2 separate regions of the Sus scrofa genome follow, and region 1 is linked to region 2. A link is a contact called in public Hi-C data. All regions are on one chromosome and are shown on one strand. The core of a region is the stretch at or near the end of the contact, and the rest is flanking DNA. Distances in the headings are between cores, read along the strand shown.

What was found. A called contact is a pair of places that touch in the nucleus more often than the background predicts.
Region 1: a contact with region 2 is called in a Hi-C map of embryonic fibroblasts, with 4 times the contacts expected there. The contact joins two enhancer-like sites. A contact is called at or near these places in 1 of 47 Hi-C or Micro-C datasets (embryonic fibroblasts) and 1 of 2 datasets of contacts at active chromatin or transcription factors (skeletal muscle).

Annotation. Positions count from the first base shown.
Region 1 is chr11:52,534,098-52,541,378 of Sscrofa11.1, reverse strand. The region is part of intron 2 of LOC110255835 (a long non-coding RNA gene); the gene reads left to right. Among named protein-coding and RNA genes, the nearest start is that of SPRY2, 380 kb to the right of the region's middle. Within about 2 kb of position 1,373, at least 4 of the 83 cell types and tissues checked have an H3K27ac peak or open chromatin away from gene starts, as enhancers often do. A contact at or near this core is called in embryonic fibroblasts, where this site is marked.
Region 2 is chr11:52,189,438-52,196,079 of Sscrofa11.1, reverse strand. No RefSeq gene overlaps it. Among named protein-coding and RNA genes, the nearest start is that of SPRY2, 34 kb to the right of the region's middle. Within about 2 kb of position 3,694, at least 6 of the 83 cell types and tissues checked have an H3K27ac peak or open chromatin away from gene starts, as enhancers often do. A contact at or near this core is called in embryonic fibroblasts, where this site is marked.

The DNA.
Region 1 (7,281 bases), core at 124-2,623, 350 kb before region 2:
CCTCAGTGTTCATAGCAGCACCACTTACAGTAGCCAAGATGTAGAGCAACCTAAGTGTCCATTGATAGATGAATGGATAAAGAAGATGCTGAGATATATAGCTATAAATACACACACACATATATATACATTATATACATATATACTCATGTGTGTCTATATATATATGTGCATATATATACACACAATGAAATATTACTCAATTATAAAAAGAATGAAATATTGCCATTTTTAGCAACATGCATGGACCTAGAAGATTATCGTACTAAATCAAAGACAAATATTGTATGATATCACTTATATGTAGAATGTAAAAAATAATACAAATGACTCTGTTTACAAAACAAAAAGACTCACAGACAGAGAAAAATGTATAGTTAAAAGATCAAAAGGGGATCAAGATAAATTAGGGTTTGGGGAATAACAGATATGCACTACTATATATAAAATAGATAAGCAACAAGGATTTACTGTATAACACAGGGGACAATATTTGATATCTCACAATAACCTACAATGGGAAATATTTTGAAAAGAATACATAGTTATAACTGGATCACTTTGCTGTACAGCTGAAAGTCACACAATATTGTAAATCAACTATTTCAATTAAAAAGAAAGATATTAAGAAATACAATGCAATAACTGACCTTCAATACCCTTCCACCTGAGATTCTGAGAGCTTCCAGAAAATTCATACGACTCTCCAGATTGTTATCAACATGAATGCATCTAAACTTAAATTTAAATGGCATTTTAAAGAATATAGGTCTGGGAGTTCCCGTCGTGGCTCAGTGGTTAACAAATCCGACTAGGAACCATGAGGTTGTGGGTTCAATCCCTGGCCTTGCTCAGTGGGTTAAGGATCTGGCGTTGCCGTGAGCTATGGTGTAGGTCACAGACTCGGCTCAGATCCTGCATTTCTGTGGCTGTGGGGTAGGCCAGCAGCTACATGGTCAAATTCGCCCCCTAGCCTGGGAACTTCCATGTGTCTTGGGTGTGGCCCTAAAAAGACAAAAGACAAAAAAAAAAAAAAATAGGTGTATGTCTAACTCCTTCTGAAGAAAAGTGTTACTCTGCACATTTTCAAGAGTTCTCCAGCTTTTGCCCTCAGTGGCCACTGCAATTTTGCTGTGTGCAGAAAGGACTCTTCCCATCTTGCTGAGCATGTGTGAATAATTTCTCTACATTCTCAGGGTGAGGGACAGCAAGAGTAACCTTGTTTGGGGTATAACTACTCCAGACATTTCTGAGACATAGCACTACATTAAAGGATATGTATGATGAAAAAGGCATAGTTTTACTCCACAAGAACAATTCAGATTCACTGCTGTGTAAATGGTATGTATGATGGAGATTTCCCTAAAAATGTCCTTTTTCTCTTCCCTCCTTGTAACTTTGCAGCAGTCTGCTCCTCATTATACATATCCCTAAGAAATGTTGAGTCATAGGAAAAATACTCAACATTTTTTCCAAGGTAACAGAGAAAGCTGTAGAATAGCCTCACAATATTACGTGGGCAAAAGGTAGGTGAACGTCAAATGACTTGGGTAAAATGCCCTGGATTAGTGGACCTTGAGATATTAGAGGAGTAGAAGAATAGCAGCTACAAGCCACTGTAAGCTATTGCCCTGAGCACACCAGCCCAGTAGAGATTAACCTAGAAACAATGCTCATGGATGATTTTTTAAAATCAGCCATGAGAATATATGAATCCTAAACACTTGGTTTCTATATGACAATAAGAATACAACTGCCCTGGAATCAGTTAAACTAGCATTCAAACACATGCTCATCAGGGGCTTAGCCATGGCCTGAATGAATGCTCTTGTCAGGAGAGAATCAGGGGAGCTTGGCTTCTTGGAGCTCTGTCTGCATCACCTGTTGAATTCAGGTCATCCTGAGAGAACAGTCTCTTTTCTCCTATCTTGGGGCTCAATTCCTGAGACAGAGCTGAGATAAACAGCACCAAATTTCTGTTATTATGATGATAAACTCCAAAGCTTGGTTCTTCAATAATTAACATTTCTCTGAATATTTTACCTAGTGTTTTGTCCTCATGTACTGTTTTTTTTTCCTCTTAGTGAATATACAAATGCTCTGTACTTCTTCTTTCTTCTGTTGTCACCGTTATGTGGCCATTATAAAATGAGGCAACAAAATTAAATAAAAGTTAAGAAATTAAACTAGACAGTCAAGTAATCAAATCGATAAGGGTTTTGAAGAAAATGAAGCACCGAAGTAAGTGGTAGACAAAAAGGTAGTTGAATAAACTAATAAAGTAGGATAAATGTAAGAGTAGAATTATAAAAAAGCAAAAAGAACATGAAATTTTCCAAGTAGAAGATTTAAAATAAAGGTATAAAACAAAAGAGGTAAATAGTCAAGAAATTTAAAAAGCTTTAAAAAATAAAATAATATAACAATAACATGATTTCTTCAGGTAACGTATTGAAATCGTTTTAAAATACTAAACTACTAAGCAAGACTTGTTCTTCATAAACATGAAAAAAAAATGGGAAGTGAAAAACGAGTCCCTGGTGACATGAGCCCCTGGAATGTTCTGACTCAAGATAAAGAATCTCAAGGCAGAACCACAAGAAACCCTTTACTCTTGTCACTAAGATAGTCTCCTGAGTGCCTGTAGATTAAATGAACCCTCAAAAGTAGGCAACAGTTCAACCAAAGAGACAGAGAATTAATTCCTCTACTATCTGAGTCTCTGCCCAGTTAACTTGCCATTCTTCAGGGAGTTCTGGCTAACAGTGAATTCTAAATTTTGCGTTTGGAAAAAAATGAAGGAAAAGAGGGAATTGGTGCTTTTCATCTTGAGATATTTCCTTAACAAAAATTACCTTTTTTTCATCTATTGATATAATGTCTCCACAATTCTAATATTCTTGAGTTGTGAACAAGTGAATTATTGTGAATAAGTAACTTATTGCTTAACTGAGTCTTTTTTCAAAATTACATCAGGCATTGGATTTTGATCTGAACCATTTGACTCTTAAAGGGAATTTTTCACCCTTTTTTACCTTGTAAATTTTATGATCTGTGATTAAACTGAATATTGAATCTCAAAAGTTAAAATTATATGAAAGACCTCAGAAATATTAATTGATGGAGAAGTCCTAGGAGTTCCCTGGTGGCTCAGTGGGTTCAGGATCCAACATTGTCACTGCTGTGGCACAGATTTGATCCCTGGCTTGGGAACTTCCACATACCTTGGGCACAGCTGAAGAAAAAAAAAAATGGATGCTCCTTTTACTATAGGTTGCAAATTAGAGAACTTCATCAATTTATACTTTTGAACTTAAATATTATATATAATGTTAATAAAAATTTAGAGACATTTTATGAGTACTAGACTTGATGGTCCCAGATATCTTTTTACTTCTTAATTTTAACAAATAATTCTGCATAAATTAAATATATTGTGGCAAAGATATGTAATAAATAAACTAAACTGTTTGCCTGTATATACAACTAAGGGCAAATAAATGAGTTGACATAAAATCTGTGTTGGCATTAGAACATGAAGACAGGCTAGGAATTTGGAGACCTTTTCCTCCGGTACTCTGTAGATAAAGTGTTTATCTTTGTTAACCACCATACCCCTGACGAATAGGTTTACTGAATGATCTATGTGCATGTTCTCGCCCTTGTTCAAACAAACAGGCTAGAGCTTGTGGTAACATGATGACCTTACAAGTACAAAATACACACTCCTCAGGCATATTTGAGGCATAACTGTGATAAGCAGAGAGTCAGCCTTGTGTAATCTGTCAACAAACTAATAAATTACTTTGGTCAAGGGAGGAGGTAACTTCCTCCCCCCCCCCAACCCCCATGACCATCTGCATAGGGGAATAGGTTAGTAATTAGAATTCAACAAAACTGAAGGTTTTGACAAGATAAGCAAAAGCTTAATACTTAAAGTTAAGGTCTAATCCTTTTAGGAACTGATTAACACACACTTAAGGGTTTTTGGCCTTCTATCCATTAATATTAAGAGATTACTAAGAAATAGGATCAGGCAGCAGGAATGTCCTTTTGGAGCCCTACCCTGAATTCAATGTGAAGTTCTACTTCTCTAAAAGAATCACACCCTTTGGGTGCTTTCTGGATTATTACATCAAACCCAAATTTACCTAACTCTCCTGCAAAGGATTAGTTTTTTAATCACTTTAGTATATAGTTTGGCTATGGAGCTAGAATCAGGAGGCCTGGATTCCTATCTTTGTTCTTACACTTAAGAACTATTTGACTTGAAGTAGCACCTCTTTCATCAATGGTACAAAACAACGTGTACCCAACAACCTACCCCAGCAACCTGTTGGATGAGCTGAAAAGAAACACGGACGACTAGGGCTTGGTTGGAAATGAGATGAAACTTCCCACTTCCCTTACCCACTATGAAATTTTGGCTAAAAATCAACATTAAAGTTGGCATCACGGGCTGATAGAATAGGTTATAAGAATCCCAGGACTACCATTCTTTTATCATGTGGTATGGCTTGCTCTATTTTTTGTTTACTTTTTTTCTCCTTATATATATGGGATCCCCCATGATTCAACAAACTACAGAGGCTTCTTAAGAGAGAACAGAATGACCAATGATATCCCCAGGCCTAATAAAATCAGTGCTGCTAAAAAGAAAAAAAATATGTATATATATACAATATAAATACATATATTTATGCATGTACAGATGTATATATTACATGTATATATGTATGTAGTAAGAGTTTATATATATTTATATATAAACTGAATTTTGGGGGAGAATTTCTAAAACAGAATCTAGTCTAAGTTTACTAATGAGCTTTAACATGAGACTCATCAATTATTAGTATAAAAAATGTTGCTAGTTTATGGGAAGCTTTGCATGGAAGTTTTTTAAAAACAAGCACAGCTTCAGTTTTATCATTTGGAACAGTTTTGCTCATAATCAGAAAAAGAAAAGATTTATTGAAAAAAAATGAAAATTTTATCTTTCGTGAGTTATATGAATATATCCAAGTTATAAAGGTTATAATGAAGTGAGATTATACATACTTGTATCCAAATATGATTGAGCTGTTTTACAAAGTAGTCAGTCCTATTCCATTAATTTTCGTTAGAAGTGCAAAGGAGAAAATGGAAGTTCAGGAGAATGAAGGAAAAGTCTTTGGATAAAATTATCTGAAGACATTCTTTATTGGTGAAAACTGAAGATCTAGGATAAAGCAGACTTCAGGAAGAGTAATGTTTATCATGTACTTTAGATAAACAAAAATTCTATTTTTGTGAAAGTATTTTCTGTTACAAATTGCCGAGAAGGTCAAATTCAGTTCAATGTGCCTGTCACATTGTAAGGTCAGCCGTATTTTAAACTTATCTCTTTGAATGTTGAATTTTCTTCCTTGATTTTGTGTATCTTTAAGATTTGCCTTTCTTCTGGAGAGTCTCTGCCAAATGTCTTAGAAATCTGAGACTAAATTATAAGACACTCTATATGTGTTTAGACATCTGCTTATTTTTTTCTAGTTTCCCCTGGAATTTGAATTTCACAGTATGTGCAGTTTTCCTTCCTGTCACCCCAGGCTTAGGCTCATTTTTGTCCCTGACAGAGAGAATCCATTGTTACCCAGGAAGAAACCACATCAACGACCTTAGTTCATTCCCATATTCCTTATCCTCTACCTGGTGGGTAGAGATGCTGGCCTTGTCCTAGGTGCTATTGGTTGGTCTCATAATCACTGCTTGCTCACAGTGCTCTCAAAGTCTCTTTCTTCAAATTCAGGTCCCTGCAGTGATACACTAGACTCCAAAGTTGCTCCTGCCAGTGTTCCTCCTCTTACTCTCTATAGAGAGCTTCTGCTTAAGGGTATCCAGCACCAGCCAATGAAGGAAAGGATCTACCTTGCTCTTGTGCTAGAACTTTGCTCAAGTAACTCCTAAATATTCACCACTCTTAGGGGATGTACAGTTTATCTCTCTCTTGAGGGAAACCCTACTGGAAACCCTAGTACTATTGCCGAAATCATGAGTGAATTTGGCATTTGTTCCATTTCTAAGATCACCTCTGCATTTAGGTCAATTTCAGCAGATGCCTTACCCCAAATTTGTAATTAGTCTGTTCTGTTTTTTCCTGAATTTAATCATCCATGTTGTTCAGTCTACTCATCTCACTTCACGTTAAGCACTGTGCTACATTTCTTGTATATGATTTTGGTTTTATTAATCTCAATTCAAAGATGAGGATAAGGCAGCCCAATTGAGTTAAGTAAATTTCCTAAATTCTCAAACTAGTTGTGAATAGTAGCTGTTGAAAGCCTTACCTACCCCACCTGAAATTCTGTTCTCTCTCTCCATATAGCATGTTATGAGAAAACTCAGCAAACTGCAATAAGGATTATAGTTGAAGTGAGATCTAGAATGTAAAGTCAGGACAGAGGGAGTGACTAAATTTCTTTCTCTTAAACACATTTTTGCTAAGGGCCATTCTAAGTCTCAAGTACTCCATTATGGCCTGGAAATATGATGCTAAGATGAAGTCATCCATGCCTCCCTGGAAGGAAATATTTCTACCGGTTTCCCTCAAGTATTCCTCAAGTTCTATCTCATTGCTGAAACATTCTGGAGACTGATGCTCCTTTTTCCAGCAATACACTAGCCCTTTAATGGTATCGGGACTTCTACCCACCTTTTTCAGCAAACTTCTATTGTAGCTCTCTAAGTTTGCAGTAGAGAAGCCAGCAAAGCTCAGAATTTGTCACCTATAATTGCAGCCTTTTCTCTCCTTTTCTCTGCTTAAAGGAAGAGCTAGGGTCAAAGATGTCTACATCTTTAAAATATTTTTGCTTCCCAGATCTATTTATAGAGAATTGATTGTTATTTCCCTGAAGAGTTTAAACTCAAGTCAACTCAAGATACCTTTTTGAATATTCTTATCTCATTCTAAACCCTCAATGTTGAACATCATATAAATTTCCAGACCTGTTCCTTATATCCTCAAATTTCCAAATACTATCTAAATTTAGTAGTGACCCAGGTATATGGTTGTATACAAAAGTTTCTGATTGGGTTTTGGTTCTGTTATTTTCAAACGTTGATCATCACTTTGTTATTCTGCTCCTTGCTGGGCCATCCAGGGGCTCTGACTTAAAGCTGGAATTAAGTTAGTGTAGTTCCTGTATGTGACCTCAAGAGAACTCTCTCTCCCACTGAGAGTTTGGCATTTGAGCCCACGCAGCAGGCAATTTGCATCCCTTTCAAAATTCTAACTCTCAAAAAGAC
Region 2 (6,642 bases), core at 2,445-4,944:
TCATGAATCTGCATATCAGATGTACTATTTGTTGACCAGCGTCTAGCTATTCTCATTTAGATTCCTCCAAATGTTTGTGGTCAGCTGAAAGAGTGGGGCATGAGCCAGCTGGTCTAAGCTAGCACCACTGGGGTGGCTCCTTTCTGCTTCATGTGGTCTCATCCTTTAACAAACTACGCAGATCTGTTTTCACAGCAATGGCAGGATTTCAAGAGAGGAAGTAGAATCACTCAAATACTTTCCAAACCTCTGAGTGCATTATGTCTGCTCCTATCCCATTGGCTGAAGAAAGTCATGTGAACAAGCAGAGAATCAATATGGGAGAGTGCCGTCAAAGGGCATAGACGCAGATGGCACAAAAAATAGGGTCCCTTAGTGCAGTTGCTATATCACATCTCAGCTGATGTGCTTAGGAAAAGCTAAGTTTGCATAAAAATCTGTATCAGTCTGCCCTCAAAGACCATTCCTGAAACCTGCTCACAGATGTGGTTCCAGCCCCCTAAGTGGTTGCCATTTGATGATGACAATTCACAGCCTACCTGCAGGGATCTATGCACCTTTGTCCAAGTCTCTTTGCTTCTGTGTGCTCTTGTCAAGAAACTCTGGCTCTCACGAGCCAGTGGTCTCATAGCCCTGCACACACTTGACACCCAAGTGGTCCCTGAAGACTCTTGACAAGGAAGCAATAACCTATGGGTAGGGTTTTTTTAGATCCTGAAAGGTTTGTTGAATCTGTAGAAACTATCGCTTACCTGTGCATCAAGCTTCCATAGCTACAATTACAGACTGACCCATCGACTGAATGTCAACATAATGGTATTAGGAGGAGGGACTCTTGGGAGGTAATTAGGTTTAGATGTGATCATGAGGGTGGGGTGCTCATGATGGCATTAGTGTCCTTTATGAGAAAAGGCAGAGGCACCAGAGCTTCCTCTCTAGATGCGAGGCTATAGCAAGAAGGCAGCCATCCACCAACCAGGAACAGGTCCTCACCACAGACTGCGTGTGCCAGCACCTTGATTTTAGACTTCCTGCCTTCTCAAATTGTGAAAAATAAATGTCTGTTGTTCAAGTCCCACCCCCCAGTCTATGAAATTTTGTTATAGCAGCCTGAGCTGACTAATACACAGACCAAAGTCAAATACCAGGTGCCTAAAAACAGTAGCACTGGAAACTTAGTACAATATAAACCTCTGCGAAGTGCCAAGACCAAAAAAAAACTGCATACACATTAAAATCAAATGTCCAAACTATACCAAAACCTTTCATTGGCAAGTTCTACCCTCTGTTATTTCTAGCAATGTTTCTGACCTATACATTAAATGCTAGGAATTTCAGACAGCCTCAATAAAAAGCACCCCTCTTTCCTGCTGAGATGATTACACAATTGAAAAAGAAGACATACCAGCACTTAAGCGAGCAAAATATCAACTTTATGGTTGCTAGAGGCAAAGCTAGAGGATGCAATTTGGTGTGACAGCCAAATGCGCATGTTAACTGAACCCTAGAATGAGCAGACTTATTCATTCAGACACAGGCAGTACTGAAGAGAACTCTACTCTCCGTGATGGGAGATGGGTGGTCTGACTCCGGAGGAAGAACCTCATGGAAAGCAGAAGTTATCCTGTGTCCTGGCTCTTGCTTCCTTCAGGCTTTTCTTCCCCACAAGAAAAAGAGTGGAAATCAAGCCAAACAGGTTTAATTTATTTATCCAAATTGTAGAGCTCAGATGCATCATGCATTGATTGTTCTCTGGGATAGAGTGAGAACTGAAATTACACTGATTGAGTTATCTCTACATTGAAGGATCTATCAAAAATTAGTAAGATGCATTTCTCCCTAAAGTCAACAAATGGAATAAGAAATATACAAAAGCATAATAGAAAAAAAAAAGTCTCCGCATTGAAGGAAAAAGAAAATATGCATATTAAAATGGAATGCTGGAGTTCCCGCTGTGGCACAGTGGGTTAAGAAGCCAACTGCAGTGACTCAGGTCACTGGAGAGGAGCGGGTTCGATCCTGGGCCCAGAGCAGTGAGTTAAAGGATCCGTCTTGGCCACAGCTGTGATGTGGGTTGCAGCTGCAGTTTGGATTCAATCCCTGCCCCAGGAACTTCCATATGCCACGGGTGGGGCCATAAAAAACAAATAAATAAATACATACATTCATACATACATAAAATGGAACACTGTGAATTCTACCTCCATCCATGAAGAAATCCATTGAAGGATACACAGCCTTTTCAATAAATGACACTGGGGCAATTGGATGTCAACAGGTAAAAAAATAGACCTTGACCTAAACTTCATCCTTTACACAAAAATGTACTCAAAATGGATCATGTACTTAAATTATAAAATTACAAAAGTTAGGTGAGTTCCTGTTGTGGCTCAGCAGAAACAAATCCAACTAGTATCCATGAGAATACAGGTTCGAACCCTGACTTCACTCAGTGGGTCAGGGATCCGGCTGCCTTGAGCTGCGGTGTCGGTCACAGACTCAGCCTGGATCCCAAGTTGCTGTGGCTGTAGTGTAGGCCAGCAGCTGTAGCTCCGATTCAACCCCTAGCCTGGGAACTTCCATAGGCTGCAGGTGCAGCCCTAAAAAGCTAAAAAGAGGAGTTCCCGTCACGGCACAGAAGAAACAAATTCAACTGGGAACCATGAGGTTGTGGGTTCAATCCCTAGCCTCACTTAATGGGTCAAGAACCTGGCGTTACAATGAGCTGTACTGTAGGTTGCAGATGTGGCTCAGATCTGGCATTGCTGTGGCTGTGGTGTAGGCCAGTGGCTACAGCTCTAATTAGACCCCTGGCCTGGGAACCTCCATATGCCATGGGTGTGGCCCTGAAAAGACAAAAAAAAAAAAAAAGCTTTTAGCTTTAAATTAAAAAAAAAATTACAAAAGCTAAAGTGCCATTACCAAGAGACAGGGCAATGGTTGTTGAGGAAGCTTAAAGAAATGTTCTTAGCTAGGGACTGACTTGGAAGTATCCTTTCTATTAGAACTAAATGTTATCTGGCATTTTTTGTTATGCATTCATTCATTCATTTATGCCGCTCTTTCTGGGGGAGTTCAAAACACCAGAAAATAAGTGTTTGCTCTTCTCCAGCCATTACACCTATTGATCTGTCATTTTAAACCTACAGAAGAGGCAACACAGAACCTCAGACGGCGTACCCTTGAGGGGTACCAAGCACACCTCATCAGCTAAATTTTGGCAAGAGAGTAGGGACATTGCTATGACAGGCCCCCAGACACCTCATGTCCACTCTGCACTGAGCCTCACAAATACGATTCCTTTGAATGAAAAAAAATTATTTTTCATTCAGGTATAGTTGATGTCCAATATTATATAAGTTTCAGATATACGGCATAGTGATTCATAATTTTTAAAGGTTATGCTCCATTTATGGTTATTATAAACTATTAGCCATATTCCCTAAGCTGTACAATATGTCCTTGTAGCTTATTTATTTTATGTAGAGTAGTTTGTATTTCATAATCCCCTGCTTTGCCCCCCCCACTGGTAACTATTCGTTTGTTCTCTACAGAACTCTGAAACTTCTGGGTTCTTGGTAATTTTGCTCTCATTTTAGTCAGTTTTATCAGAAACGGCAGAGAGAGAGGCAAATGGAAAAAAGGCAATAGCAGTGGTATTTCCACAACCATAAAAGGCTATCTAGAGGAAGATCTTCTGACTCTTTGCCTGCTTTCTATTGCCAAACAGCACAACATTTATTAAAACATACCAAAAGCCAAAGAGGCTGGTTGCTGACCGCAAAGTTAATTTAAAGAGCTGAAATAGGAAGATTACAGAACAGGAGAGTTATGAGAACTACTTTCTCAGGAGAACTCAACCAGGAAAGCACTGGAAGCTTTTGTAACCCTGTTTGAAATCAGCGAAAATGTAAGGCATTGTTCCAATACACCGGCATGCGTTCCCTTCTCATGTGACCACAACGAAAGCAGTATCAGTCCTGGTTTACCAATATCAAAAATCAATGTGATATTGGAGTTCCCATTGTGGCTCAGTGGCAACAAACCTGACTAATATCCATGAGGATGCATGTTCGATCCCTGACCTTGCTCAGTGCATTAAGGATCCAGCGTTGCTGTGAGCTGTGGTCTAATAGCAGACACGGCTCGGATCTGGTGTTGCTGTGGCTATGGCGTAGGCCTGCGGCTACAGCTTTGCTTTGATCATTTGACCTCTAGCCTGGGAACCTCCATACCCTGTGGGTGCAGCCCTAAAGAAAGAAAGAAAAAATCAATGTGATATGAGGAATGATATACTAATAATTAGATTTAGAAACTGCTGTGTTGATTTTTACCGTCAACAACTGTGTATTCTATTTCTATTAAGTCACTTTCATTTAAGTTCTTAACGTCCATTTTCGTTTAAAAAAAAAAAAAAGTTAAAGATTTTCACTTGTATGTATGTGAATCATCCCTTGATAAGCTAGATGTGACTCTTTCATACAAAGAAATCCTAGATCCTTCTGCCAGGCTTTCAACAGAGGCTCCCAGTAGCCCCAGCGAAAGGAACTGGTCACCTCCCAGTTAGAAGGTCTCTCCTGCTGTTCCTCAATCGGGATGGTGAGCATTTGTTCACAGCATAGAAAAACTCAGCCACTGTCAGCAAGTGGGTTTAATATTTTCAAGGAGATTTACAATTTTTAAAAGCTTTTTCTCCTCCCTTTTTACAGCTTTAAAAAAAAAAAAACACTCTAACAAATTGTACATTACTTTACAAAATCCTTTCTTGCTCTGATCGCATTCATGACATCGCTTATGACAATCTTCCAGACATGACGATAACTTACTACCTTGTTTTATATCAACTTGATATATTGTATGTTTTTATATTACATACGTAAAGTAGGTATTTTACCTCTGTTTTAGAGGTAAAAGGTCCACGTACATGCTCAAGAACTCCTAGCTAGTAAGTGGAAGAAGGCAAACCTGGACTCAGGTTTTCTGAACAAACCCACCAAGCCGTGCACCTCTGTCAAAAAATAACAGCCCCTTACAGCTTCATAACACTCGGAGATATTGAAAACAGTTTTCACATATGATCCCATCTGATCCTAGAAGTATGATACGAGGTAAGCGGAACACAGTGTTGAGTTTCCATTTTACAGATGTAAAAACCAAGGCCCTAGGTCAGAGGTTGTGGGGTACAGAATGGTGTATCTAAGATCAAACGACTTTCAAATGGCAAACTGAGTGCTAGAAGCCAGGCACTGGGACTCCTTACTCTCATATTCCAGTTCCATCAGATCGGTGTGTGCACTGCCTCTTGTTCAAACTCTTCTCAGTTTATCTAATTGAATTTGCGGTGAACAGTTTTGCCTCCGTGCATGAAGAAAACTGGACTTTGGATTTTATGACAATTTGGGGATTCTTTATAGGGAGAAGACTTCTTTTAAAGACTTCTGCTCAATAGGACTTAAAATGGTGAATGATGACGATGATGGAGATAAGAACAACTGTCAACTATTTCCAGTGTGTGTGTGTAATTGTGTTTAGCTTTCCAATCACAGAAATTTAAACTCACCCTATTTAAAATACCTTTAATGTGACGTTTTGTTCTGTGTTTTTCACAAAACTGATGATTATACTGTAAGCATTATTGATTAACATTAGAGAGATGTCTTTAAATAACTTAAGCTTTTATTTTTAAAATGAATTATTGGAAAAAATTGACATAAAATACTTTCTAGGCATAGGAAAACTGGTTTAAATAAGCTAGGATCATACAATTTATATACTCATATCTTTTTGACATGGAGAGGTGATATAACAGTTATTTTTTTTTATTGAAGTATAGTTGATTTATAATGTGGTAAATATAAACATTCTTTTTCGTATTCTTTCCCATTGTGGTTTTTGTTTTGTTTTGTTTTGTTGTTTTTTTGTCTTTTTGCCATTTCTTGGGCTGCTCCCGCAGCATATGGAGATTCCCAGGCTAGGGGTCTAATCAGAGCCGTAGCCACCGGCCTACACCAGAGCCACAGCAATGCAGGATCTGAGCCATGTCTGCAACCTACACCACAGCTCATGGCAACGCCGGATCGTTAACCCACTGAGCAAGGCCAGGGATCGAACCCGAAACCTCATGGTTCCTAGTCAGATTCATTAACCATTGCGCCACGACGGGAACTCCCCCATTGTGTTTTATTACAGAATGTTGAATATGGTGCCCTGTGCTATACAGTAAAACCTTGTTGTTTATCTATTTTGTATGTAGTAGTTTGTATCTGCTGATCCCAAATCACTAAATTATCCCCCACTTCACCCTCTTTGCAGTTTGGTAACCATAAGTTTTTTTCTCTGAGTCTATTTCTGTTTTGCAAATAGGTTCTTTGTACCATATTTTATATTCCATACATAAATGATATCATATGATATCTGTCTTTCCCTGACTTACTTCATTTAGTATGATAATTTCTAGGTCCATCTATGTTCCTGCAAAGGGTGTTATTTCATTCTTTTTATGGCTGAGTAATATTCCGTTGTGTGTGTGTGTGCGTGTGGTATACACACACACACACACACATACACTGCATCTTTGTTACTCATTCCTCTGTTGGTGGACTTTTAAGTTGCTTCCATATCTTGGCTATTGTAAATAGTGCT